Linked DNA regions of Mus musculus: regions 2, 3, 4 and 5 are each linked to region 1. A link is a contact called in public promoter capture Hi-C data. All regions are on one chromosome and are shown on one strand. Each heading gives the region's core, a stretch centred on a gene start, on an enhancer-like site or on the middle of the called end of the contact. The rest is flanking DNA. Distances are from core to core; before and after follow the strand shown. Region 1 holds the start of Rnf24 (ring finger protein 24). Region 2 holds the start of Crls1 (cardiolipin synthase 1). Region 3 holds the start of Trmt6 (tRNA methyltransferase 6). Region 4 holds the start of Nop56 (NOP56 ribonucleoprotein). Region 5 holds the start of Ebf4 (early B cell factor 4).

The links. Promoter capture Hi-C pulls out the DNA fragments that hold promoters and counts their contacts.
Region 2: a promoter capture Hi-C map of erythroid cells shows a contact between it and region 1, with 14 times the contacts expected there. The contact joins the promoter of Crls1 here to the promoter of Rnf24 in region 1. A contact is called at or near these places in 2 of 39 promoter capture datasets (erythroid cells and pre-B cells).
Region 3: a promoter capture Hi-C map of pre-B cells shows a contact between it and region 1, with 4 times the contacts expected there. The contact joins the promoter of Trmt6 here to the promoter of Rnf24 in region 1.
Region 4: a contact with region 1 is called in a promoter capture Hi-C map of pre-B cells, with 7 times the contacts expected there. The contact joins the promoter of Nop56 here to the promoter of Rnf24 in region 1. A contact is called at or near these places in 3 of 39 promoter capture datasets (cranial neural crest, liver and pre-B cells), 1 of 484 Hi-C or Micro-C datasets (CD4 T cells), 1 of 115 datasets of contacts at active chromatin or transcription factors (pancreatic cancer cells) and 1 of 9 other capture datasets (liver).
Region 5: a contact with region 1 is called in a promoter capture Hi-C map of pre-B cells. The contact joins the promoter of Ebf4 here to the promoter of Rnf24 in region 1. A contact is called at or near these places in 3 of 39 promoter capture datasets (cranial neural crest, liver and pre-B cells) and 1 of 9 other capture datasets (embryonic stem cells).

The regions. Positions count from the first base shown.
Region 1 is chr2:131,350,963-131,356,111 of GRCm38.p6, forward strand. Rnf24 (ring finger protein 24) reads right to left here and starts at 1,930. Exons shown (of 6, transcript NM_178607.4): 1 at 1,774-1,930. It overlaps Gm30590 (a long non-coding RNA gene), which reads left to right and starts at 1,870. Exons shown (of 2, transcript XR_374984.2): 1 at 1,870-2,216.
Region 2 is chr2:132,843,898-132,849,046 of GRCm38.p6, forward strand. It overlaps Crls1 (cardiolipin synthase 1), which reads left to right and starts at 2,769. Exons shown (of 7, transcript NM_001024385.1): 1 at 2,769-3,228. The coding sequence starts at 2,920. Mcm8 (minichromosome maintenance 8 homologous recombination repair factor) reads left to right here. Exons shown (of 19, transcript NM_001291054.1): 19 at 1-300.
Region 3 is chr2:132,813,252-132,818,400 of GRCm38.p6, forward strand. Trmt6 (tRNA methyltransferase 6) reads right to left here and starts at 2,803. Exons shown (of 11, transcript NM_175113.3): 1 at 2,553-2,803. The coding sequence starts at 2,683. It overlaps Mcm8 (minichromosome maintenance 8 homologous recombination repair factor), which reads left to right and starts at 2,890. Exons shown (of 19, transcript NM_001291054.1): 1 at 2,890-3,214; 2 at 3,823-3,994; 3 at 4,454-4,537. The coding sequence starts at 3,847.
Region 4 is chr2:130,271,899-130,277,047 of GRCm38.p6, forward strand. Nop56 (NOP56 ribonucleoprotein) reads left to right here and starts at 2,514. Exons shown (of 12, transcript NM_024193.2): 1 at 2,514-2,578; 2 at 2,736-2,825; 3 at 3,134-3,248; 4 at 3,765-3,926; 5 at 4,078-4,276; 6 at 4,538-4,725; 7 at 4,809-4,960; 8 at 5,134-5,149. The coding sequence starts at 2,576. Snord110 (small nucleolar RNA, C/D box 110) reads left to right here and starts at 3,617; the gene lies at 3,617-3,675. It overlaps LOC115489609 (a small nucleolar RNA gene), which reads left to right and starts at 4,339; the gene lies at 4,339-4,471.
Region 5 is chr2:130,293,766-130,298,914 of GRCm38.p6, forward strand. It overlaps Ebf4 (early B cell factor 4), which reads left to right and starts at 2,174. Exons shown (of 17, transcript NM_001110513.1): 1 at 2,174-2,384. The coding sequence starts at 2,248.

The sequences.
Region 1 (5,149 bases), core at 680-3,179:
AAGCAAATGTTTCAGGCAGAGTCTATACATAAACAGATGTTGTGGAGGTTTACATGTCATTTTGTACTGAAATTTTACCAGGGATGAAAATATATGTGACTCAAAAATAAGTAATCTTGAAGAGAATCTTAAAGAAAACTGAACCCACTCAATTATTCATATATAAACTGCATTTTTTTTACCTCCACTATTTTGAATCAAAAGATCATAACAAAAATATTTCAAAAATGTGCTTTTTCACTCTACAAAATTAGAAGGGTAAAAAAGAAACAAAAATATCATTATCCAACTAGAGTAATAACTATCTTCTAAAATTCAAATAATCTTGCTTAAAACAAGATAACAAGGAAAAGTTTGTTGTTTATTGAGACAAGGTCTCATTCTGTGTTATGGCCTGGAAATTACTATGTAAATCAGACTGGCCTTGAAACCACAGAGATCCTACTGCCTCTTCCTCCCAAGTCCAGAGAAGGCATTTTCGGCCACACCTGCCTATCTTAAATACCTCTTTTTAACTGTCTAAGTGAACACACCCTATCAAGTTAAAGCCTATGGAACCCAGCAGCGCTTCCTAGCCTCTTTGGGGACGGAGAAGGGGGGAACCAGGAGCAGGGGCGAGGGGGAATGAAGACAAACAATGGAGGAAAAAAGGGGTGCTTTCTGATAAGTCATGTAAGATGATCTGTTCAGCTAGGCTGCACAACCAAACACACAAAAATTCAGATCAAAGCTAGGGTGCATACCACGGTAATATTTAGGTAATATCCTTTGCCAAAGCATTAAGGGGTGCGGGGCGGGGGCGGGGAGGGCGACGACCGGACTGACAAGAAGGTGGAAAGAACCTGCTAGACCACCTCTTATTAGAGCAGAAAGGCAAGAAACATAATCTGTCTGTATGGAAGAGTGGGGAAAGCAGTGCCCTAGATATATTGGGAGTATTCCTATAGATAGGTACACAAGCACAAAGACCTATTATCATGAACTAAGCCCAGAAAACAATGTTCAGGATGCCGGCGTACCGCCGCTACGTAAATAGATCACCATTAATCGTAAAAGAAAGTGTTCTAAATATACAGAGACATAAGAATGCAGACTCACACTTTCAATGAACAGACCCACTGGTTTTACAATGAGAAACAACGAAACACCAAAAGACCTGTTATCTGAAATAACACCAGAGACGAAGGGGTAAAGATGAAGTTATCTTTACACCTCTTTTCCTTCTGCCCTTTACGACGATCTCAGACGGTCTCATTTCACAGGACACACACCACTAAGGTCTCCGGAAACAAAGCAGGGTCACTAATTCTCTGGCCTGTGGGTGCACGCACGCCCCCCACCCACAAATGATGAGGCCGCCATATGACTTTCATTAATAAATAAGCCAACCAGAGAGGTCTCAGTGTGCCTTGCACGGTGTGACAACCAGGCACGAGACAAGCACCACAAAAGAAGGAGTGGCTCGGGACCAGAAAACCACTGCCACACCGCACCCCCCGAGACCAGCGTCGGTCCCCACCACCGACGCAGAGGCAGCGGCTCCTCCATCCTCCGCCCATCCCGCCTCCCCCGCCCGGGCCCAGCCCGAGGTGACCTCCGGGTGACAGCCCGCGCCGCCCTTTGTGCCTGTATGTGGGGACTAACCCACGGACCCCGGTCTCGGAGGGGGTGCGAGGCCGGCGCGCTGCCCTCAGCATCCCAGAGCCGGACCTGCGGAGCCTGCGCTTCAGCCTCAGCCGCGCGGCGCTCAGGCCCAGCCCTCCCCTCACTCACCCGGGCGACGGGCAGCGGGCGTGCGGGCGGCGGCGCCCGGAGTCAGCTTCTTGCGGTGAACTGCTAGAGCCGCGTCCGTGAGTCCGAGCCGCTGAGCTGGCGGTAGCGACTGCTTAGCTGCGGCCCCGGCGAGGGGCGGGCCCGGCGGGGGAGGGGCGGCGCCGCGCCTCTCATTCATGCCGCGGGGGCGGGGTGTGGGACCCGGATGCCCGGGCAAGTCCCGCCTCCTCACTGAGGGCGCGCGGCTTCATTGTCGGCAAGTGCGCAGGCGCGGCGTCCCTTCCGCTGGGCTACTGGCTGCTCTAGAGGATTGATTCGTGATGCCCAGCTATAAGGTTCATATCTTCTCCGCTGTGTAGTGTTTTCCGTGTATGTGGACGTTCGTAAGAGTTAAAAAAGTAAAGCTTCGCTTCTCGTAGCATCCGGCCCAAGAGTCCTCAAAGGTGAGGTACCCCTAGTTAGATCTTCCACCTGCTGCGCCTGTACAGACAGTGGAAGGAAATATATTTAAGAAACAGTGTGTCCTTTATTTAATTACATCTACTCATTACTCTCGACCCCCAGCTCCTATTCTACACTACAGACAAACTGACTCAGGATTTGGGAGCACTGAGCCCTTGCCTAAATTCTAGCAGGTCAGCGAAAGCATGCAGGAGTTCTCATAGCTACCACTGCTAAAACGGATTAGCAGAGGGTGTGGGTACCGCACCTCAGGCCTCCCTCCCTTAACTTCCCATTTCCCTGGGAGGTATTTCCCCCCCCCCCCCCGCCCCCAATCCTTCTATAAACCATAACTAGTTTGTGACTTTAAATTCATCATGGAAAATGCCCACCAGCCCATTCCTCCAGCTTTAGTAAACCATACATTTCCTAGGAAAGGGGAAGTAAGAAGGACTCAGAATGTTTAATCACAGACCCTCGACCCAACTTCCTCTCTCTCCAAATCAGGCCAACACCTGTGAGCTATTTCCCTTCTCTCCTCCCCACCTCTCCCCTGCCCTCCTCTTCCCTCCTCTCCCCCTCCTTCCCCCGCCCCCCTTCTACCTCTGCTCTCAGGATCCCTGCTGTGTTGTTGCCAGCTTAAAAGTCCTACCTAATTCTGTCACCTTGGCACATAGGCTAAGGCAGATCAGTACCGACATTAGGGTACAAAGCTTTCATATTCTTGGTCTCTTGTTCAAGGAATTGAAATAAAAGCTCTCACCGATGTGTAAAAGTAGCAAGAAAATTTAGTTGAAGCAAAGCAAGGGGGGGGGGGGGAGCAGCAAAGCAAAATAAAAAAAAAAAGAAAGAAAGAAATATTCAGGACACACTACAACGGAGCTGCAGGCCACGTGAGTGAAGATACTCAAGGGCTTGGATTACTATCTCAGGCTTTCTTTTACTGCATTCAAGAGAAGTGTCGCACAAACTAGAGTTGTCCGGGGAGAGGTTACCCCAGTTGAAGAATTACCTCCTTCAGGCTGGACTGAAGGCACCTCTGTGGGGCATATGCTTGATTAATGATTGATGTGGGAGGACCCACCCCTTGTAAGCATATCACCTGCCACCGACTGTAAACCTATACACACCAGGAATCTCCTTTGGAAAATATGTCAGTGGTTGTACTGGCTAGAGCTTTATGTCATATCCACACAGCTAGTGCTATCTGGGAAGAGAAGCCTCAATCGAGAAGATGCTTCCATTAGATTGCTTGTAGGTGAGTCTGCAGAACATTTTCTAGATTACTGGTTGACATGAGAGGGCATGAACCACTGTGGGTGGTATCACACCTGGCCAGGTGGTCCTGGTTGCTATGAGCAAGCCATAGGGCGCAAGCCAGTAAGCAGCACCCTTCCATGGCCTCTGCACCAACTCTTTCTTTCTAATCCCTCCTTTGAGTTCTTTTCTGACTCCCCTCAATGATGGCCTATTTATTACCTGTAAATGTAAGCCAAATAAACCCTTTCCTGCCCAAGTTGTTCTGGTCATGGTGTTTTATCACAGCACTAGGGGAGCAAACTGAAACAATGGTCTTGCTGGGAACAGGATTAGAGCTACTACACTGATCTGTCAGTCGAGACCTGCCCACTGGTGCAATAGCAATGACCATTGTGGTTTAGCTGAATACTTTCTGATTGGACTTGAGGCCTGCCTCACAGGGAGGAATTCATACTTGATACTGTAAACTTGGTCAAAAGCAAGTGGCTGGGGAGGTCACAGACCCTAGGGGCATCTAAGTACTGTTGTTCTGCTAAATGTTCATATTGTTAAGCTGCATCCTAAATATTTATATGTGTAACCATAGATTAGTGCTGATCCCAAGATTGGACAGAGAACCTTCTGTTTGCAGTGGCAGCAGTTAGTGCAGAGATCCATAAGTGGTCAGAGAACTAAGAATAAGTGACTATTGGATGCTTAGTCCTAAACAGGACATCTATTATGACCCCAAGGCTCAGGGAATATCATGTAGGAGGGGCCAGAAGAATGCAGAGCCAGTGGTGGGAAGGAATGTCGTGAAATGCTTTCTTCTGAGTGTGACACAGTCATGGCATTTGTGACCCTGTGCTTACCTGCGTGAGATTTAGCCAGTGAGCATCCTGGCATGGGTGGAGGGGGATTCACATCCCACCCCACCGCAACTGAGAAGCTCTTGGTAGTTGACAGCTGCTGGGAAATCAATTTTCTTTAGAAATACGTCTGCTAGTATGTTGCCTATGATCCAGTGAATGATACCCTACCTACACTGTTGTGGGGAGTACTTAATTAGGCTCAGTGAGGGGAGAGAGAAGAAGGAGAAGGGGAGGGAGGGGGAGAGGGAGAGGATGCATGTAGGTGGGAAGGAGATGGACTGGGGAGTTTAAGGGATGGGAGAAATTGAGGGGTGGATATGATCTATATACATGTATGAAACCATCAAAGAATAAGTAAAATATACTGCAAAAAACCCCACAAAACTCCCTTGTTTGGGGTCATCTGAAGACTCTTCCCTGGATGTCTGTCTTGTTGGATGTGGCAGCCCTGTGTTCTGTGTTTCCCAGTTGAGCTGTCTCTACTGATGAGGCTCCTCTCCGAGCACTAGAAGGGCATATTCTCCCCCTCTCTCTGAGGTCTGGTCATGTTGTCTCTGAAATGATGACCTGTCCCTGCTGATGCTCTCTTGCCTTAAGCCTGAGAATGGCCCTCCATGGTCTTGAGGCCCTCTCTCCTAATAAAGCTTATTCTGAATCAGTCTGCGGAGACCACTTCCTCCCTTGCCCCTTAAACCAGGACGCTGGGGGTGATCCCCTCCCTTCCTGCCTTTTGGACCCAGGCTTGCTGATGGCACCTTTCACTTTGGCACAAAGCAGACCTCCTCACCTTTCCCCTGGGCTGCTCAGACTCTGCAGCCCATTCT
Region 2 (5,149 bases), core at 1,519-4,018, 1.5 Mb after region 1:
ATTGTTCAGGTCACAAAAACTCTTCATTCATTTTTAACTTTATGATTATGGGCAGTGGGTCTGACTTGGCTTCTCATTTGAAAGTAGTGGAAATTTATTGACTTAATTAGAAGTCTTTTCTGGGGCTAGAGAGATGACTCAGTGGTTAAGAGCACTGACTGCTCTTCCATAGGTCCTGAGTTCAAGTCCCAGCAACCACATGGTGACTCACAACCATCTGTAATGGGATCCAATGCCCTCTTCTCGTGTCTCTGAAGAGAGTAACAGTGCACTCACATAAATAAATCTTAAAAAAAAAAAGAAGAAGAAGAAGTCTTTTCTGAGGAGTATTATTTATAGAATTGCATGACTGCTGATGATTTAAAAAAAAAAAAAAACTGAAAAAAAAAAAGCTTCCAGTAGTTTGTAAAATAAAACTAGCCTCTTGCCATGGTGCTTAAGGTGTTCTGCCTCTGTGCCTCATGGATGCCATCCCTGTACTTGGAAGAGTGTCTGCAGAAGGTAAAGGGATGGCTTGCCTGCTGCATCAGAGCAGCAGCAAGAAGCACTGTTCATCAGGCCTCAGAAGAGAAAGCACATACAGAGACATGGACCTGAAACCCCCATGCTGAGGGGTTTCCTGTGGTCTGCTTCAAGGAGGCAGGACCAATGAAATCAGAATTCATCATGTTTTTGTGAGTCTTCAAATGGAACTGGACCTCTAGCCAAAGCATTCTTTGTATATATAGCCAATAAGCACGTTAGCATTTAACAGACACTGATTAGAAATTAGTTACTTATGGGCAGTGGTGGCGCACTTGGGAGGCAGAGGCAGGTGGATTTCTGAGTTCGAGGCCAGCCTGGTCTACAGAGTGAGTTCCAGGACAGCCAGGGCTACACAGAGAAACCTTGTCTTGGAAAACCAAAAACCAAAAACCAAAACCAAAAAAAAAAAAAAAAAAAAAAAAAAGAAATTAGTTACTTAACTTCCAGGAAACCAGGAGATGAATAACTAAAAAAACCAAAATACCCAAAAACTGAGTTGGGGAGATGGCTCAGTTGGTTAAGTCTGAGTAAGATCCTCATGTAAAAAGCCAAGGATGCTTCATTTGTAACCCTAACGCTGGGTGGAGGGAGGAGAGGCAGTTTCCTGAAGCTCCCTGGCCAGCCTGAACTGATGAAGCCATTCAGCATCAGCCTCTGCCCCCACACCTACACACATACAAAAAGCAGTGTGCGCTGAGTAACCAAAATAAAGCAAATCCTAGTATTTTACAACGAATATTTAACTGATAGTAAATGCAAAATGAAAATGAAATGAGGGATAATATGCCATAGAATACCATAGAAATATTAAACCCTGACTTGAAGGAACCAAGTGGTAGCTGATATAAATATGATCAAAGTCAGCTGGTTAGATTAGCTGCAAGCAGCTCCATCAGTTGACCCATCCATCCCAAAATGGGCCGATCAGACCACTGTATACAAGGGGATGACTAAGGCTAAGACTATATACAAGGGGATGTAACTCTAATTATGAACAGAAACTGACTTTGTTTTTGTTTTCGAGACAGATTTTCTCTGTGTAGCCCTTGCTGACCTGGAATTTACAGATATCTATCAGCCTCTGCCTCCCAAGTGCTGGGATTAAAGGCATGCACCACGGCCACCTGGATTTATCTTTTTACTTCTTTTTCTCTTTGTTTCATACCACTGCTTAGATTTTTCTTCTCTTTTCCTCTTCTTTCCTTTTCTTCATTTTTCTTTCTTCCTTTTTTAATTAAAAAGAAAAGTCTAGGCCTCTCGCAAAAACCAAAACAAAATAAAGATGATCTTGATAAAAAGCTCCTTAAGACTACAATCCTTAGCCGGGCGTGGTGGTGCACGCCTTTAATCCCAGCATTCGGGAGGCAGAGGCAGGCGGATTTCTGAGTTCGAGGCCAGCCTGGTCTACAGAGTGAGTTCCAGGACAGCCAGAGCTACACAAAGAAACCCTGTCTTGGAAAAAAAAAAAAAAAAGACTACAATCGTCAAATGTGATGTGGGCTTTACGAACAACTTCCAGGTGAGTGTGTGCCATCACAGACTGGGCTGAAGAACAGTGGAAAGACTGCAAGACATCACCACGTGGTGACCTTTCACTGGTTTGGTTCTTGCCCGACCTGGATTCAAGGCCCTGGGTTCAAGCTCAAATCTATAACAAAATGGTAGGTTAGGTAAGGTTATAACAGTGAACTGATTTGTTTCTAATTCAGACTTAGAATAAGCAGGTTTCTCCTGTCCACGGGCTTCTGTACCTGTAAAAGTAAAGGCAAATACAGAAGGCATGTTAGAGTTGTTGAGAGGATAAATAATGACACTATAACGCATACAGTAAGCACTTCCCAAGTAAACAATTAGTGATTGCTATTATTGACATTTCCCTTTGCTCTATTCATATGCATTTAGTGCTAAGGAAGCAGAGTAGGTACTTAACTACTTTGATGCCAACACTAATGCTTTACATCTCCAGTGATAATACAGAGCCATGCACACCAGCGGGCCACTTGGCATCAGGCAGGCCTGATATAAGTGGCTTCCTGTGGCCACGTGGCACTCGCTCTTGGTCTTCCCTACCTGTCATTCTTCTTAGCCTGCAGGCACTAGCGGCTCTACTCACTAGTCAGGTCTTCCTAACCTGCGGGCCTTAGCTGTTCGTGCTCGCCGCTGCCGCGCGGGGGCGCCGGTGAGCAGAGCGGCTGGGTGTCGTGAAAACGTCGTGAAAGCTGACTCCCTTGGCGGTTCAGGCCACCTGTATAAGCGGAAAGTGCCAGAGTGTAGAAATTAGTATGGAGCTGTCCATACGGCCTCGGCACCGCTCGACTTCTCTAGAGAAGCTGGCAGCCGGTGCCAGGGGCGTCTGAGTTCTCGACTCTTGGACTCCGTGGAGGCCACACGGCCATGTTGGCTTGGCGCGTGGCGCGCGGCGCGTGGGGCCCTCTTCGCGTGGCCCTCCGGCCTCCGGGGGCGCGGCTCGGCAGGGGCGGCTCCCGCAGGGCCCTGCTGCCGCCCGCGGCCTGCTGCCTCGGCTGCCTGGCTGAGCGCTGGCGGCTGCGGCCGGCCGCGTTCGCCTTGCGGCTGCCCGGCGCCGGCCCGCGGACCCACTGCTCGGGCGCGGGGAAGGCAGCCCCGGAGCCCGCCGCCGGAGGAGGAGGTGCCGCCGCGCAGGCCCCCAGCGCCCGATGGGTCCCGGCGAGCGCCGCCAGCTCGGTACGTGCGAGGGAGGGTCGGCGGGACGCAGGTGACGGGCTCGGCGCTCTGTCGCGACACTCACCCGGTGTTCTGGGAAGTTACGGGCAGCCAGGGCGTTCGATCTTGGTGAACTTCAGGGGTCCCCCGCCGGGTACAGTCTCTGGCCAAGTTGAAACCCACTGTAATCCCCTTGTGTGCACACCCGTTGCTGGGAGGTGTGTCTACACGTTGCATAGGTAAAAACAACCATCGCTCGTCTAGTTAATCTGTTTTTAATTTTTTGAAGTGAATCTTCAGGGTTAAGTTCGGCGGAACCATAAGAACGGCCCTTCTGTCCGTTTGTGCAGATTACATCATCCTTTGGTCTTTAGCAGTATCACGGAGGATAATTATCTGGCTTAGGTTGTAATGAAAAGATCTTTCAACTTTGTATTATAGAAAGCTTCAGACTATTCTTGACGTAACAGAAGGATTTGTTCACCTTGCCTGGTAAGATAACTTCCCAAGCAGGTGACACCAGAGCATGAGTGTGGCCCAGCTTTTGATGTCATGTTAGCAAGTCCATGCAATTATTACATCTTCAATTGTTAGGTCTTCAGCGGCCACTGTACTGCCCTGCTCTCCTCAGTTACACAGCATGGGCTGAGGTGGCCACACCCCGGCAGGGGTCACAGCTTCAGGCCTAGCTTTAAAACTCTTGGAGATTGAACGCCGCCGGATGCTTTGAAGTTGCCCTCAACCTGGCTGAAGCCCTTCCCAGCACAGTTGGCCGAGTATGCCACAGGTTATCTGGTTGGGTAATTTGAGATTAAGCTTTGTCGACTTTCACAAATGTCCAAATGTAATAACTAGATATTAATGAGCTTTTTGTAGGGTTTTGTTTTTCGAGACAGCTCTTCTCTGTGTAACAGCCCTGGCTGTCCTGGAACTTGATCCGCTGGCCTCGAACTCATGAGATTCACCTGCCGCAGCCTCCCGAGTGCTGAGGTCAAAGGCCTGCACCACCACCATGCCAGCCGGTGAACATTTTTTTGTGGGGCACAGGCTCACTTACTGGCCTGGTAGCCAGCTGTAGTTGTGTTGTGTCTTTACCAAGGGAAGTGAGGAGGCTGGGTGCAGCTTTCTATTTAGTCATGCTCTTTCAGTGTGTTAGACTAACTTTGGAGCTCTTCATTCTCAGCTTTTGCTTGCTTGTTTTAGTTTTGAGATAGGGTTTCTGTGTGTAGTTCTGGCTGTCCTGGAACTTAATCTGTAGACCAGGCTGTCCTCTGAGATCCACCTGCCTCTGCCTCTGCCTCTTGAGTGCCCAAGTTAAAGGCGTGTGCCGCCATAGTCTGATGGCTTTTGCTTTCTAGCACAGCCCTGAGCTAGCTACCTTTCTCTCTTCCCAGCTTTTGTGAGTTGCTGTAATATTGGGTCAGTATTTGACTTTGTTCCACAGTGTGGTCAATAGCCTTACTCTTTTCATTACACATACAAAGGTCAGGGCAAATCTCGAGCTGTCTCAGCAGCTTGATACTTTTTCTAAATTTCAGGAACATTTCTAATCTTTGAACCTGGGTGAAATGAGCTTGTTTTCATACAACTATATAGCGTAGTCCTACTTGAATAGAAGATTCCAGCTTAGAGGGTTGTATTGCTTCTGATTTGGCCATTGTCCCTATAGAATTTGAAGTTCTATAATTTTCAGTGACAGTATTCTCCACCTGCCTCCAACAACCACCATATTATTCCTCTACACCGACACGCTTTCTGTCGGGTTCTTAGTATCAATGCCTTTTCTTATGAGGTAGGTGGGTCATGAGCTGTTTAAAGATGATCTTGAGAAGTGAGCGCTGCCACTTTTCCCTTTTGGTTCATGCAAACATACTTGCTACTGATACACATCATGATCTCGGCTTCCCTGGATTGTCTTTTCACTCTCCACGTGTGTTCTGGG
Region 3 (5,149 bases), core at 1,553-4,052, 1.5 Mb after region 1:
GCACACATTGGTTCACCAAACTGGACATTGCTGCAGTCATTTCTTTGGTCTGTTGTGGGTTCCATTTCTGAGGTGAACTGATGTGTATCGACTCGACAGAAAAACATAACACACAATGACAATTGTATACATGTTTGTGTGAGGAGTTAAAGTTGCAGGATTCATACAGGTCTGCAGATACTTTCTACATACATGGCATGGCTGACGTAAAGAAAAGCTTTGTACCTAAGGAAGCTTCAGAGCCCAGCTCACACGCACAGAATTCTGAATTCTGAGACCTGTCCTGACCTGGTAAACTCTGCTTGTGCCCTGCATCACTCTTTTCATCTTTCCTTTTTCAGTTCTCTATCCCACCATATCTTTGTATATCATATCCTTAAAAAACGGTTAACTACTTTCATCTTTTGTGTGGGCATGTGCACATGTTAGTGTTTGGGTACCACAGCATGCATATGGAAGTCAAAAGATCAACTCAGATACTGGTTCCTGCCTTCCATCTTTCTATGAGACAAGGTGTGTCTATGTCTGTCTCTGTCTCTCTCTTATTTATTTATTATTTGTTTATTTATTTAATGTGTATGAGTAAGCTGTAGCTGTACAGATAGCTGTGAACCATCATGTGGTTGCTGGGAATTGAATTTAGGACCTTTGCTTGCTGCAATCCCGCTCACTCCAGCCCTGCTCGCTCTTGTCCAAAGATTTGTTATTATATCTAAGTACACTGTAGCTGTCTTCAGACACACCAGTAGAGGGTGTCAGATCTCATTACGGATGGTTGTGAGCCACCATGTGGTTGCTGGGACTTGAACTCAGGACCTTCGGAAGAGCAATCAATGCTCTTAACCACCGAGCCATCTCTCCAGCCCGGCAAGATCTCTCTTGTTCACTGTTATATATGTCAGGCAAGCAGTCTCAAACTTCTATAGAGTCTCCTGTGTGTGCCTCCATCCTGCTGTAAGAACGCTGGGATTACAGATATGTACCATAGCACCTCATGCTTATGTGGTTAAGAGCTCTACCCTTTGAGTCATCTCCCCTCATTCATCAAATGCCACTTGAACTACATGTCCTCTGGAGGTGCTCCTGACTCCTAATTCTTACTCTTTGCTGGATTTCCAGTAACTAACATCTATTTTGTACCTCTTATCCTCATCCTTGAATCATGTTGGTGTTAATGAAACACTTTACGCCTCTGCCAGCCTATCTTATGTGCAAAGGTGTGTGTGGTGGGGGCCTGGGGGGCAAGCATCCAAACTGACAGGCCGGAAAGTGTGGGAGGCGATCTGATAAATAATGAAGCTGCCTGTTTCCTGGGAACGATTAAGAGTGGCAGAGAGCCATGATCTCTTTGGTGATAGGGAGTCCGGCTTGGGATGCAGCTGGGTTCAGTGGGTCATTTTCTAAATAAAACAAAAAATTAGGATCGTGGCTTCCTAAGAACAGGGATAGTAAAAAGAGCTTACAGCTGACTCTTTAGGGAGCTGGAGAAATGACCCAGCACTCGAGAGCACTTACTGCTCTTCCACAGGATCTGACTTTGGTTCCCAGCACCCAAGTTGTGTGGTTCCCAATTGGCTGTAACGCCAACTCCAGGAAATACAAAGCATTTGGCCACTGAGCGCACAGGAATTCACATACTCAAGCCCACAAAAACACACACACACACACACACACACACACACACACCTTAAAACAATACTAGGTCGTTTTTTTGTTGGTTTTTTTTTTTTTTTTTGAGACTGGATTTCTCTGTGTAGCCCATCAAACAAACTAATTAACAAAAAGAGTACCTTTTAGAACTAAAGATACAGTATGTCTCCTTGGTAACAAAAAGGATCATCTAACAAAACACATTATAAAAAGGACATTCAAATGGTTGTATCAGAACATGAAGCAAGCTGAGTGTGGTGAAGCAAACCTGTAATCCCACCACTTGGGAGGCAGGAAAGTGTTTGCTTCAGCGGGCCATCAGCAAGCACCAGTATGTATACTGGGCTTAAGCTGGCCATGTACCTTGTAGTAAGTTCTCTTTTCTTACAGTAGACAGATTTTTCCCACTGGGATCCAGAGAATAAGACTGCCTACCTGCAAGCCATACTATGTGTAAGAGATCTTTCTTATCTCCCTTTTCTCTTACTGAGGAAGTTGGATTTATGAAGAAAGTGGGGAGCTGGGAAGAGAGTCAGACATAAGAGATACGAATGTGAAAGGTTGGATAAATTCTGTAAGACTAGTGAGGCTCTTCCCCCGCCCCCCAAGAATCCTCGGGAAAGCACCCTCCTGAGTGGGAGTATCAAGAATGGAATTCTTGGGAAGAGAATTTGGCGCAGAAGGTAGAATAGAAAGTTGGGGAATGAAAGGTAGAGGCGAGTACTGTACCCGTAAGCCAAGGATGCGGCAGGATCCCGGTGGGAAGGCCTCAGTGATAGGAAGACCTGAGTGGTAGCAATAAGGGCTGGGGAGCGGGATTCAAAGAGCCAAGAATGGGGCACAGGAGGGAGTGATTATCCGGGTGGTGGTGCGCGCTGCCCAAGGCCAGCAACCAGACTCACTTTCTCCGCTGGACTTGCACTGCTTTGAACACATCTTCTCGCTTCAGCACCACGAAGTCACCGTCATGGATGCAGTGGTCCCCGAGAGGCGGGGGCGGTGAGCTCGGCTGCTCCGCAGCTGATGCCTCCATGGAAGCCAGGTAAATTTCAACCTCCGTTTTTGCTCCAGCCGCTAGGAGCCCGGCACGACCAGGAGGGACCTGCGTCTCCGCCGGCACCGCCCCCACGTGCTGCACGCCGCTTCCGCTTTCCGGTCCGGACCTCGGGACGGCTTCCGGAAGCCTGGCGACTTCCGTCTCTCTGAACTCTTTGATTGGCTACACTTCATCCCGCCCCCTAGTCGCGTGGCTTCCTTAAGCAGAAGCGCGTCATAGACGCGCCAAAAAAGAACTTCAAGCGAGGTCCGAGTTTGCCTTCTGGGCTTGTGCTCGGCCTTCCCCGCCCTGCGTCTGGCGTTCTGGCGCGCAGTGACGCGGGCACCGGGCGGCTCCGGAGACGGAGTGTCCGCGGAGCCCTGCGTGAGAGTGTATACGGCTTACGGCTCTGTCGCAGGCTCCGGGGCTCCTGAAAGCAGGACGCGAGGAAGACGGGGAGTCAGGGATTGCGTACGACTTTTCTCAGGCTGCTTCCCTATGTAGATGTTGGAATCGCCACCGTTCTCAGTATGTTATCCTGTTGGATCGATGTGGAACGTAGTGTTGCGATGGAATGTCTCATCCTGAGGATCCTGAAGACTTGAGCTTTTATCACAGGGCTATCACAAGCAACCTTGATTATTATTAGTTTGCATACTTGCGAATCTTTTATTTATTAAAACCTCTTAGGGTTAGAACAGGTTCTCCTAATGAATTACAGCACAGCGTATGAATCTATCAATAGTTTGTATCTGTGGGATAGGAATTTTTAAGTGGAGTTACTTTCTTTTGGAACAGTTTTAGGACAGCCTGCCACAGAAAGTAATACAGCGAAGATTGGGCTATGTTATTTCCCTAGTATCGTACTGGTGAGGATTATTTTCAGCCAATACTGCCCAATATTAGTTCCACACAGAAAACCGGTTCAAGTTAACTCCTTGATTTCTCTCTTGGTGGTTTGTTGAAAACTGGTATTGAATAAATGTCTATGGTGTACCTTAATCATGATGGAGATTAAAAGAATTAACTATACAACACATAAGGTTTATACTGCAGCATGGAACTTTGCAAGCCTAAGTGCTGGTCTTAAACACAGTACATTAATCCCCCCCTTACTATGTTAATACATTTTTTAGGAGTGCTCTTGACTTGTGGAAGACATGAGTGGTGCTTATAGAGGCAGAGGTTTTGGACGAGGAAGATTCCAAAGCTGGAAAAGAGGAAGAGGTGGTGGGAACTTCTCAGGAAGGTGGAGAGAAAGAGAAAACAGAGTTGACCTGAATGAAGCTTCAGGAAAGCACGCTTCTGGTACGTGCACGCAGGGATCGATATGTTTTCTCTCGGGAAAGAGACAATTCAAGGGCCGGTAGATGCCAGAGTAGGTAAGGGGGACTGCTGCCAAGTGAGGACCCTCAGGTCCCTGGAACCTACATGGTGGAAGGAGAAAACTGACTCCATAAGCTGCCCTCTGACCTCCACATATGCACTATGGCATGTGTGGGCCTACTAGTGTGCACAGGCAACATAATGTAAAAAGAAAAAAAAAATACAAGGAATGGAAATAATGATAATGCCTATTAATAATAATGCCTAGTAGATAGCAGGATAGTTTAACTCAGACTTCAGGTCTGAAGGTTAATATTTATAATTCTTATTGAAATATCTAATTTGGAGTCTATTAATAGACTCCTGTAAAAGGAGAAACTAGTTGGAGGGAAAACTAGCCAGTGCTTTGGTTTTTACTAACATCGTATTCTACGTTTTCAGCACAAGCCTCACAACCGTTACTTCAACAGTCAACATTGGATCAGTTTATCCCGTATAAGGGCTGGAAGCTTTACTTCTCTGAAGGTGGAGTTTAAGAACCATAAGTTATATATTCATCTTTGGATACTACAATTCATGTTACCGTTGTGCACTGGTCTTCCTGCTCTATGCCGCCTTTCTCTCTTCCAAGCATTTGTTTGAGCATTATTGCTATATGATGTATCAGGAAAACAGGAACTGGTGAATGTTTCAAAAGATTTCATACAAGGAATTGGATATGTATATGGTAGACTCAACACAGCAGTCTGATTCCTGTGACTGAGGGAGAACCAACCAAGAAATGCCAAGGTTATCAGAAGTGGGAGCTCAAAGGGAGAGGCAGGACAACGGTGACATATTCATTGCATCGCACCCTTCCAAAGCTGTGCTGTATCACTTTGAAAGACGTCCTACTGTGTGATGAGAACTTAGACGAATGAAGCTGATTGTCCCTAGTAATTGAGGATAGATCAGATGTTCCTGGAGGCTAGAACTATACTATCCTGTGCAGTCGCAGGGATGCCATGGAACAAGGGGCTGGAGAGATGGCTCAGCAGTTAAACATGCTTACTGTTCTTCTAGAGAGCCTGACCTTGGTTCCCAAAAGGAAACTCACTCTGAAACCCTTTTTGACCTCTGTAGATGCCTACATGCATG
Region 4 (5,149 bases), core at 1,264-3,763, 1.1 Mb before region 1:
GCTAAAGCCAATGGGTCTACATAGTGAGCTCTAGGCCAGCCAGAGTTTAATAGTAAGATCTTGTTCCAAATAATAACATTTCAACAATAAAAATGACCCAGAAAACAAGATGAATGACCACTAGCATTTGAGTGCCCACTACACCAGGGACCTATCTATTTCATAGCTGCCCCAGGACCAGATCGTCAATAAAGGTTTATTAAAGGGGTGAATGACTCTTTAATCTTTAATCTGAAGAAATAGAGTCTCAGGTCAAGTGATTAATTTCTGGTCACACTGTAAGGCAGAGCTTGGGCTCCTACACAGGTTGCTTACTTTGATTCATATTTATTATAGATTAATAAGTCACCCATAAATTTAATGGCTTTAAGGCCACAATATTTTTCACAATTCTGTGAATAGACAGAGTACACACAGGGCTCTTCTTGTCATGACTACGGTTTCATGCAGCTGCAATCAGAGACAGTGGCAAGAGGTAGAACACATGTCTACTCTCTGTTGGAATAGTTGGAATAAGGGATAGTTGGAAGGCTTGACCTCTAACTGTCCCCATGTAGTCTCCATGGGACTCATCAGGCTTCACTTCTTATGAGGCAACTCAAAGTCAACAAGCATGCACAAGGTTCAGAAATGGCAGACTCAATCTACCCGTGTCCGTTGGGCCATAGGCCTGGTTGTCAGGAGGCATGGATCATTATTGGCCTTTCTGGAGAACAACTACCACAGGTGATTGATTATAGGATACCAACACCTTTAATTTTCTTATTACTTTGTTCACAATGAGCAACCATAAACAAAACATGAATTTCTGCTTTAGAAATATTCAGGAAGCAGGGCGAAGGATAACTTGGAGACAAAACTCAACAATTTTACAAAAGTCTACTTTGGTAGGAAAGGTCTGTCTGAACGTAGGCAAGAGCAATTAATTTATCAAAGAAGCCTAGGGAAGGGAAGAAATGGTGTCTGATATCACAATCTACAGATCCCACTAGGTTCAGAACTATAAATATTGGAGGACTTTCTTTTTTTTTTTGAAACAGGGTCTTACCATGTAACCTTGATTAGCCTGGAGCTATCGATATATACCAAACTAGCCTTGAATTCACAGATGTCTGCCTCCAAAGTGCTGTGATTAAAGGTGCGTGTCACCATTCAACTCCTGGGGTGACATTTTAATGAAGTGGTGGAGGTGAGGAAGCCAAAGGAACATCTTGTTTTGCTTGTTTGTTTGTGCTGTGTCGCCTCATCTAATCACAAGCATTTATAGCTTACTTTTCTTGAAACAGAGTTTCACTGGGTAACCTTATCTGCCTTGGAATTTGCTATGTAGCCAGGCCTGTCTCTGCCTCCCAAATACCAGAATTAAAGGTGCGTTCCACCATGTCCTGCCAAGCGCTTGTAGCTTCCTAGTTGCAATACATACACATTTCTTTACTATCCAAGTCCACTTTATTATCCAAGCCAGCTCCATTACAGGCAATGTACAGCCAACTTACTCCATTATAGAGAAAGTACAGCCGACTTACTCCATGATAGACAATGTACAGCCGACTTACTCCATGATTCTTTTTTCTCGCATAAGGCATAGACTATTTAAGAGAGACTATTCAAGTTTGGGATTTATTTTCTCTCTCTATTAGATATTTTCTGAATTTACATTTCAAATGCTATCCCCAAAGCCCCCAATACCCTCCCTCCGCCCTGCTCCCCAACCCAATCACTCCCGCTTCCTGGCCCTGGCATTCCCCTGTACTGGGGCATATGATCTTAGCAATACCAAGGGCCTCTCCTCCCATTGATGGCCGACTAGGCCATCAAGTTTGGGATTTATAATCCTAACACTAAAGTAAAGTGTCTTTTTATTTTCTTTTTTAAAGCAAAGGTGATTTTAAATTATCCACCTTGGTGTGCCTAAAACTGGCACTGAAAAAAACAGGAACGCAGCTCCTTGGAAGAATTCTGGGCCTACGCGGCCATGAGCAACCACGTGGTGCCGAGCAGCGCTGGGTTCTATGAATCAGGGAAAGGAACAGAACTAGGAAGAGGTAAACCGCTCTTGTCTATGCCTCAGCCCGCACCAACAATTTTGTTAACAACAAAATGTAAAAGGAAGAGGCAGGCAGCAAGAAGACGCCATTTCTGCAGGGTCTGAGGCCGGGTCCCACGAGGACCCGGAATATCTGGGCAGCGGGAAACCTGCGAGGCTTATCAGGAAGCCTCATGTCCCCTCACCGAGTTCTGCCGCCCGGCACACGGGTGACAAAAGCACGAGGAACGAAGAAGGGTGGTCTCCAGGCCACTCTGCGGCCTGCCGGCAGGAGCGACACCATTCACTACAGACGCAGTACCGGCTCGCGCAGCCGCAGAGGCTGGGCTTGGCAGGCCCGCTCGCGCCCGTGGTAGTCCAACCCGCCCGACGGACGATACCACACCCGCGAACCCCCTCCGAAGACCTGACAATGGTTTCGTCCGCAGCCTCTGATTGGTCAAACCGGAGAAGGTGTGGTCTCCGCAGTCTGGTTCCGCGCGCCAGAGCGCGCTAGCCGCATTGCGAGCTGGGCACGGAGCAGGCGCCATGGTGAGGAGTGGTGGTGGGGTATTTGCGTAGTGAAGGCCTTAGCGTGCGTCTGGGTTTGCATTCGGGGTCGTGCTCCGGGTCTGAGCCAGGGCCTGCTCTAGCAGCGGCCCCGCGGACTGGGAAGTTTGACTGATGGCCGCGCGCCGGTTCTTTTCAGGTTCTGCTGCACGTGCTGTTCGAGCATGCGGTCGGCTACGCGCTGTTGGCGCTGAAGGAAGTGGAGGAGATCAGCCTGCTGCTGCCGCAGGTGGGTGAGCTCGGTGGGCTCGCGGAGCTGCAATGCAGCCCCTAAGGCCGCCAAACCCCAGCATGCACCGCGTGTTCCCACGTGGCCGACCGCACCGGGCCCGGCGGGGGGGGGGGGAGCTCTAGAATGAGGGGACTCTTTAACGCGAATCTATATAATTGGAAGCGGTCGGAGATAAACATCTCATTTCCATTTCTTGAGAATTAAGATTCGGGGCCCAGGCACCAATTGCTACAACAGCTGGTGCTTCTGCCTTACTGCGCTGTAGAAGCCAAATTCAAAGAAAGCCCATTCATCCTTCTCTCCAGGTGGAGGAATGTGTGCTTAACCTTGGCAAATTCCACAATGTCGTTCGTCTGGTGGCCTTCTGTCCCTTCTCTTCATCCCAGGTGGCCTTGGAAAATGCCAATGCTGTGTCTGAAGGTGAGTCGGTCCCTCCGGAACATGGGATTCTGGGTGGTTGATGTTCTTAGATGATTTTCTTCTAAGCTTGATACAGTCTAGGGATTATTTGAGACCTACAGGATGGCATTTTAAAACATTAATATGCAGGGGCTGAAGAGATGGCTCAGCGGTTAAGAGCGCGACTGCTCTTACAGAGGTCCTGAGTTCAAATCCCAGCAACCACATGGTGGCTCACAACCATCCCTAATGAGATCTGATGCCTTCTTCTGGGGTGTCTGAAGATAGCTACAGTGTACATATAATAAATAAATCTTGTAATTTAAAAAGCACTTAAATGCTTTACAATTGTGCTCCTGGACCTGTGGTAGAGCCAGGCTTTGCAATGATGACTTATATATCTGTCAATCCCCTGAGAGATCACTGACGACTCCATGTGTCTGAGCAATGCCTGCGGGGATGGGTGTTAACTAATCCGATTGGAGACAGTCTCCAATCTGCAATGTGTGGTTTAGAGCTGTTTTCTTTGTCCCAAAGGTGTTGTTCACGAGGACCTCCGCCTGCTCCTGGAGACATACCTGCCATCTAAAAAGAAGAAAGTACTTCTGGGGGTTGGAGACCCCAAGATTGGTGCTGCAATACAGGAAGAGTTGGGGTACAACTGCCAGACTGGTGGTGTGATAGCTGAGATCCTTCGAGGTAAGAGTCCTATTTCATTTATTCTGTCCACCACGTGGATGCAGTGCCCACAGAAGCCAGCAGGGGGCCTACGGGCCTGGTGATGTGATCTGCTGTGAGTGGTTACTTGGGTCCTGGAGGATCTATTCTTAAAGTCCCATCTTCTTTTTAGGAGTTCGTCTGCATTTCCATAATCTGGTGAAGGGTCTGACAGATCTTTCTGCTTGTAAGGCCCAGCTAGGGCTGGGACACAGCTACTCTCGTGCCAAAGTTAAATTTAATGTGAACCGAGTGGACAACATGATTATTCAGTCCATAAGCCTCCTGGACCAACTGGATAAAGATATCAATACCTTCTCGATGCGCGTCAGGTAAGGTATAGAAGTCGAGCATGGCCGATGATTCATGTGGGTAAAATCATGGACCAAAGCAAGGCCTCCTTGTGCTTACCACAGGCTGTGTTCCTACACTGACTGTATAGAAAGAGGAGGCAGAATAAACCTACCCCATGTACACCTCAGCCTAGGCCACTGTGCCTGGTCTGTATTGTGAATGGGGAGACACGGGCCTGAGAGAGCTTGGGACCTGAGTTGAGGTTTGATAGCTGGATCAGAGAATGACTTCCTCTACAGGGAGTGGTATGGGTACCACTTTCCAGAGCTGGTGAAGATCGTCAATGACAACGCCACATACTGTCGCTTGGCTCAGTTCATTGGGAACCGCAGGGAGCTGAATGAAGAGAAGTTAGAGAAACTGGAAGAAATTACGATGGACGGGGCCAAGGCTAAGGCCATCTTGGATGCTTCTCGGTCCTCCATGGGTCAGTGCGGAGCGCGGCAGCCTGTATAAGGTACGAGACTCCTTGAGTATCTGGTCCCCCTGTTCACACTAGGTGTTTCCTAGGCATGGACATATCTGCTATCGACTTGATAAACATCGAGAGCTTCTCCAGTCGTGTGGTGTCTTTGTCAGAGTATCGCCAGAGCCTACACACTTACCTTCGCTCCAAGATGAGCCAAGTAGCCCCCAGCCTGTCAGCCTTAATTGGGGAAGCGGTGCGTCATGGGGAACACAAAGTGGGGGAGTGAAACTCAGCATTCTGTACCGCTATCCTTGTGGCTAGCATGTTGTCCCTAGTTGATGCATGGTGGGGAAGAGAAGAGGGGATGAGCCTGGGAGGTCAGGTTCCCACTTACTCACCTGACCTCCTCCTCGGATCTTTCTCCAGGTAGGTGCACGCCTCA
Region 5 (5,149 bases), core at 924-3,423, 1.1 Mb before region 1:
CCGAGCCTGGCAAAGCAGCCTTGGTGGCTACTCCTGTGAACTGCTGCAGAAACAGGAGGGGCAGAGGTTGTAGGAGGTAGGGAGAAGGGGAAGGACTTTTAAGAATGGGAAGTCTTAGCCAGACGTAGTAGCTGGCATGCGTGATCCCAGCACTCCGGCTCTCTGATGCTGGCTCTGACGTGACAGGTCTGGGAGGGTCTTCGATTCCGAATTTGTCACAAGCTACCAATGTCAATGCTGCTGATCCAGGAGCCATACTATGAGGGGCAAGGTTTAGAGTCATCTAAAGGGATGTAGAGGCCAGTTGGAAAAGAATTCCTTTTGAGAAACCTGCTTTTGATTATTCTGTGAGTAAAGGCCAAGACCGTGAGAAGTCTGCGTGAGACTGGCAGTGCCCCTTCTTCCTCCTTCACAGGTGACAGGTGTTGAAAAACTGGGCAAAAAAGAGGGAGAGTAGAGACCCAGGAGGTCAGGAGAAGAGGCAGAGGAACTCTAGTGTCACTGGGGTCCTTTCTGTGGATCAGTGCTAGGCAGGATATTAAGGGCTGACGTGGAGCATCCCCCATCTCACCCCCAGGAAGGTGAAGATCTCAGAGTGCAAAGAGCAGCATGAACAAGGCCACCCAACCTTTTGCTGTTCTGCAGGAAACTGCTGGACTCAAACCAAGGTTTGCTGATAGCCCCAAGGTCGAAGGCCAGATGATTTCTGTGCAGATATAAAAGATGAACGGACTCAGAAAGAAGGCTGGAGAAAAGGAGGTGAGCTGGACTTAGGTTTAAGAGCCCAGCTCACCTGAGCCTTTCAGAAACGTCTACTTGCTTTCAGAAGCAAGAGATTTCTCAAAAACTCAGGTGGGAATGTAAACTTAAGTTTAGGTAATCCAGGGACAGGAACAAGAATGGGAGGTGCAGGACTCGGGTAGCTCAGCTTGCCTGGGGCCGCATCTTCACCACAAGGTGAGAGACCCTTAAGCGCTAAGGCGCGGAGGTTAAGCCGAGGTCAAGTGGCACCAAGGGTGCAGCGACTCCTAGAATCAAGCGTTGGCTGAGGAGAGGGCGGCGCATACTTAGGAGAAGAAGATGGGACCACAAAGATGCTGGAGCTTCGTCTGGTGGCGACGGGGAGGCCGTGGTGATTCCCCAGCGTGGTGTGGACGAGCTGCCCTGCTTAGGCCGGGCTTCCTCGCCGCGCAGCCCCCAGCCCATCCTTTCCCCATCTTCCCTGGCCTGGGCCAGCTTCCCGGCGCCCCTCCACCGAGGCCGTGGCCCCCAGCCCGGCTACGGACTCGTCAGGGTCCGCCCCGCCGCCGCGGCCCCAGCCCGGCCGCTCCTCCCCCGATGATGTCACGTCCCTGGCCGCCCCTCGGCCGGCCTCGCGCCCCGCCCCCGCCTCCCCTGGCCCCGAGTCCCCTGGGCCCACCCGCTTGCGACAGCCCTCCTCTTGCCCGTGCTCCCTCCCTACGGCTCCCGCTCCCCAGGGAGCGGCGGCGGCGGCGGGATGGCCAGGGCCCGCGGCCAGGCCCCGGGGAGCGGCGGGCGGCGGCGGCCGCGGCGGGGAGGCGCGGGGACCGGGCCCCGGGGGGACTCGGCCGGTCTGCTGCTGCTCCTGCTGCAGGTGCTGCCGCCCGGGGCAGCGGCAGGCCCGGGGCGCCGGGGCACTCGGGGGCCTGGCGGCGGCTGCGTCTGCTGGCCCGGCGCCGGCCCTGCTTTTCCACGGGACGCGCGTCTGCTGCTGTTGCTGCCGCCCCGGCCACCACCGTCGCCGCCGCCGACCTCCACGGCCGCAGCCTCCCCCTCTCGGATGGTAATCAGCGCCCCGCGCGGGCGCCGCGGGCGGGCGGGGGAGAGACCCGGGTGGGGGGAGGGCGGGCACCTCGCGGGGCGCTCGCCCCCCCCTCCGACGACCGCCGCGCTGGGCAGCCGCCAGAGCGCGCCTCTGGGGCGCCTCCGTGCGGAGCCGGTGCGGGCTCCGCTCTCAGTCTGTTCACTGGCTCTCAGGCCGCGGGGGAATCCCTCCATCTCCCCGCCCCGCGCCCCGGGAGGGGAGGGGACAGCGCCGGCGCCCGGGGACCCGTTTTCTCTGAGAAAGCACCCGCGAGGCGAGCGGCACTGAGGCGCCGGGACTCCGTGCAGCGCTGCGCTCCTGGAGGCTCCTGGTGCCGTCGGGTCGGGCTGAGCTGAGACGCCCACAGCCTCGGCGGGACGGGATCCCTGGCAGTTGGGGGCGCCCACGAACTGCGGGTCCTTATGTTCCCCGCACAGGACGCTCTGCCCCGCGGTGGGCTCCATCTGAAAGAGGAGCCGCTGCTGCCCTCCAGCCTGGGCTCGGTGCGCTCCTGGATGCAGAGCGCGGGCATCCTGGACTCCAACACCGCGGCGCAGAGGTAAGCGCTCCACCCGAACTAGCACGCTGGTTGGACCGCTTAGTGTCGCCTTCGTCCTGCACGCCTAGCTACTGGAGCGAGGGGTGGAGGGAGTCCTAACTCTTGACTGTCCCGACGAAGTCTCCTGTTCACCCTGTGTGAGTTTGACTTCTTCCTGAGGATATGGGGCGGGTTGCTCACTAGGGTCCAGGGTTCTGGAGGTGGTGTCGCCTCCTCCCGCACACCTGGAGCCATGGCCCACAGTTACTAGTCATCTAGAGATGTACAGCCCCTTCTTCCTGTGCAGTCTCTACCGTTCCACTTGTCCAGTTCCGTGGCTACCCAACAAGAAAGGCAAGAAACTCTGTGGTGTACAGAACCAGAGATGTGGGTGGGGCTGAAGAGAGGCTTAGCCAGTGGGCAGTTAGCCTTGCTGAACTGATTGGGGCTGAGAATGAGGCTGGACTCCTCCGTCTGAGTGGTTTTGGTTAGAACCTGAAGGAGACTGGAAGCTCTTGGGAATTAGCAGAATCGGCTCTGGTTACTTTTCAGGGGGAGGCATAGGGGACTAGACAGGAGACTTCTGTAAGGAATGGACACCAGAATTTGGATGGGGACTTTGAAAGCTTGTTAACTCAGTCACGGCAGCAGCTGGAACCTGGTCTCTGTAACACTCCCTCTCATTATACAACATGGACTGGAGGTTATACGTCTGATCAGATGCTCACGGTGCCTCACGCTAAGTAGGTGTCCCTGCGGACATCCAGGACAGGGTAGGCACTGGCTCTTCAAGTTTTAAATAGCTTCTGTCCAGTATCTGAAGGGTGTCGAAGCAGACCAGGGCTGGCACATCACTCCCATCCACACACCCAGACTTGATCAGGTATCACTTGTGGTGCTTCCCAGCCTCACCCAGTACTAGACAGAGAGTGTTTTCTGGACGAAGGGGTGCAGTATTTTTGCACATCTGTCTTCAAAGAGAGAGTGCTGAGCTTTCTGTTGAATGATCTCTCCTGGACAGGAAAGGGTATTCCAGATGAGCCGATTCCAGTAAGTTAGAGTCTCTAGTTAGAACGGTCTAGCTAGAGACTATAGAAACACAATAACAGATGTTTTAACACTACTGTTCTCCATGTGTTGGTATATTTCCTTGCTCTCCGTGTGTTGGTGTATTTCCTTGCTCTCCGTGTGTTGGTATATTTATTTCCTTCCCATGCCCTTCCCCCACCCCCTTAAGGTTTGTCTTGTGCTAGCCTTAAAACTGTGTGTGCCTCCTTTTCTGTTGGTTATGGCTTTCCCGCTGAGGCGGTCGTGTGACGTTATAGCTGAGTGTATTAGACTGGAAGTTGCTGTTTCTTTCAGACTTTTCTCTCTACCTGCCCAGGGCTGCCAGATTAGATGAGGGGGAAGCAGGGGTGCCAGAGATGATATCCTGACAGTGGGTGAAGGGGCAAGAAATCTGGGCATGAGACTTTCAGCCTCAGCAATCCTAGTCACCGACAGTGTCTCTACACAGAGAAAGGTTCTCGAGTGGGGTCTATTCCGAGTCCCCAAGACCACATAACTGAACCCCAACGCCTTCTGAGGTTTGAACAGAACATTTTCCAGGCCTGAGCTTGCTTGTCCCCGAGTCTGGAAACTGTCATTCTAGGACACAGATTGAGAGTTTTCAAACCCGTGGGTGATTCTCTTCCCACTTCCAGAGGGGAGGCTACTCCTTGTTTTTGTCTCTTTCCACGTTGCTCGTCCTTTCTCCTGTGTGTATCTCCCCCCTCAGTCCTCTGCTCAGGTCTTCCCATCCCAAGTCATAACAAGAAACCTCCATCTCCCAGCCTCCCCTTCATCGTCCTTCCCTGCCTGGCTGACGCTCCTGCAGGGCTGCTGGGTGTGGATGATCTGCGCCTTCCTCACCTTCAGCCCACAGCCACTTGGTTTGCAAAGCTTATGGATGCCTACTGCCAATCCCAGTGTCCCCAGGTACCTTTTAACAGTTACACTTCTGAGCCCTAGACCGCATTCCTCCCTGGCTTGCAGGATAATTCAGACTCCTGGTCCTGTACTCTGACTCGCCACTTTAAGGATGGTTACCATAGGCTGCTGTCACTGGCACATCCCAGACACCTGGCATTCAAGGCTTGTCACAATCTGACCCCAGCTTTCTTTCCCAGCTTCTGTATGACAATAGCTGATAATGTTGAAGAGGCAACAAGTCTGCCAGAACTGCTTTCTCTTAAACCGGTCCTGAAGCCCCTAGCATCACACGCCCACTGCAGAGCTTTAGCGAGCCCACTGCATCACCCACTGCAGAGCTTTAGCGAGCCTTCAGCAACCCCAACTCGCCTTCAGCACCTGCTCTGTTTCTGTTTCCTCCCTGCCCAGGAGAACAGTTCTTAATGTTACCTAAACTACAGGTCAGGCTCTGCAGTCCGCCGCCTGTCTCTGTTTTCCTGGCTCTGACAACTGGGGCTTTCCTGTAGGGCCAAGATGGCAGTCCATTCATCAATCTTTCTGTAGCCCACAAGCTTAAGGAGTCCACCTAGATGGCTCCAAAAGGCTTCTCTGTCAGGCACCTCTCTTCACTTCAGTATGTTCTAGCAACTGCCCTACAGTTAGTTACCCCTCAGCTACCCCTCTCCAGTTTTAAAACTTCAACTTTACAAAAATGCCAAAGTTTCGAAGAAAGTAGATGAAGAGGAAAAGGCTCAGAGGGCTTGCTAAGATCAGCGAGGGAGCCTCTGCTAACAAGAAGGGAAATTCTGAGCATAGGATGTAGGGAAAGAAGAGGA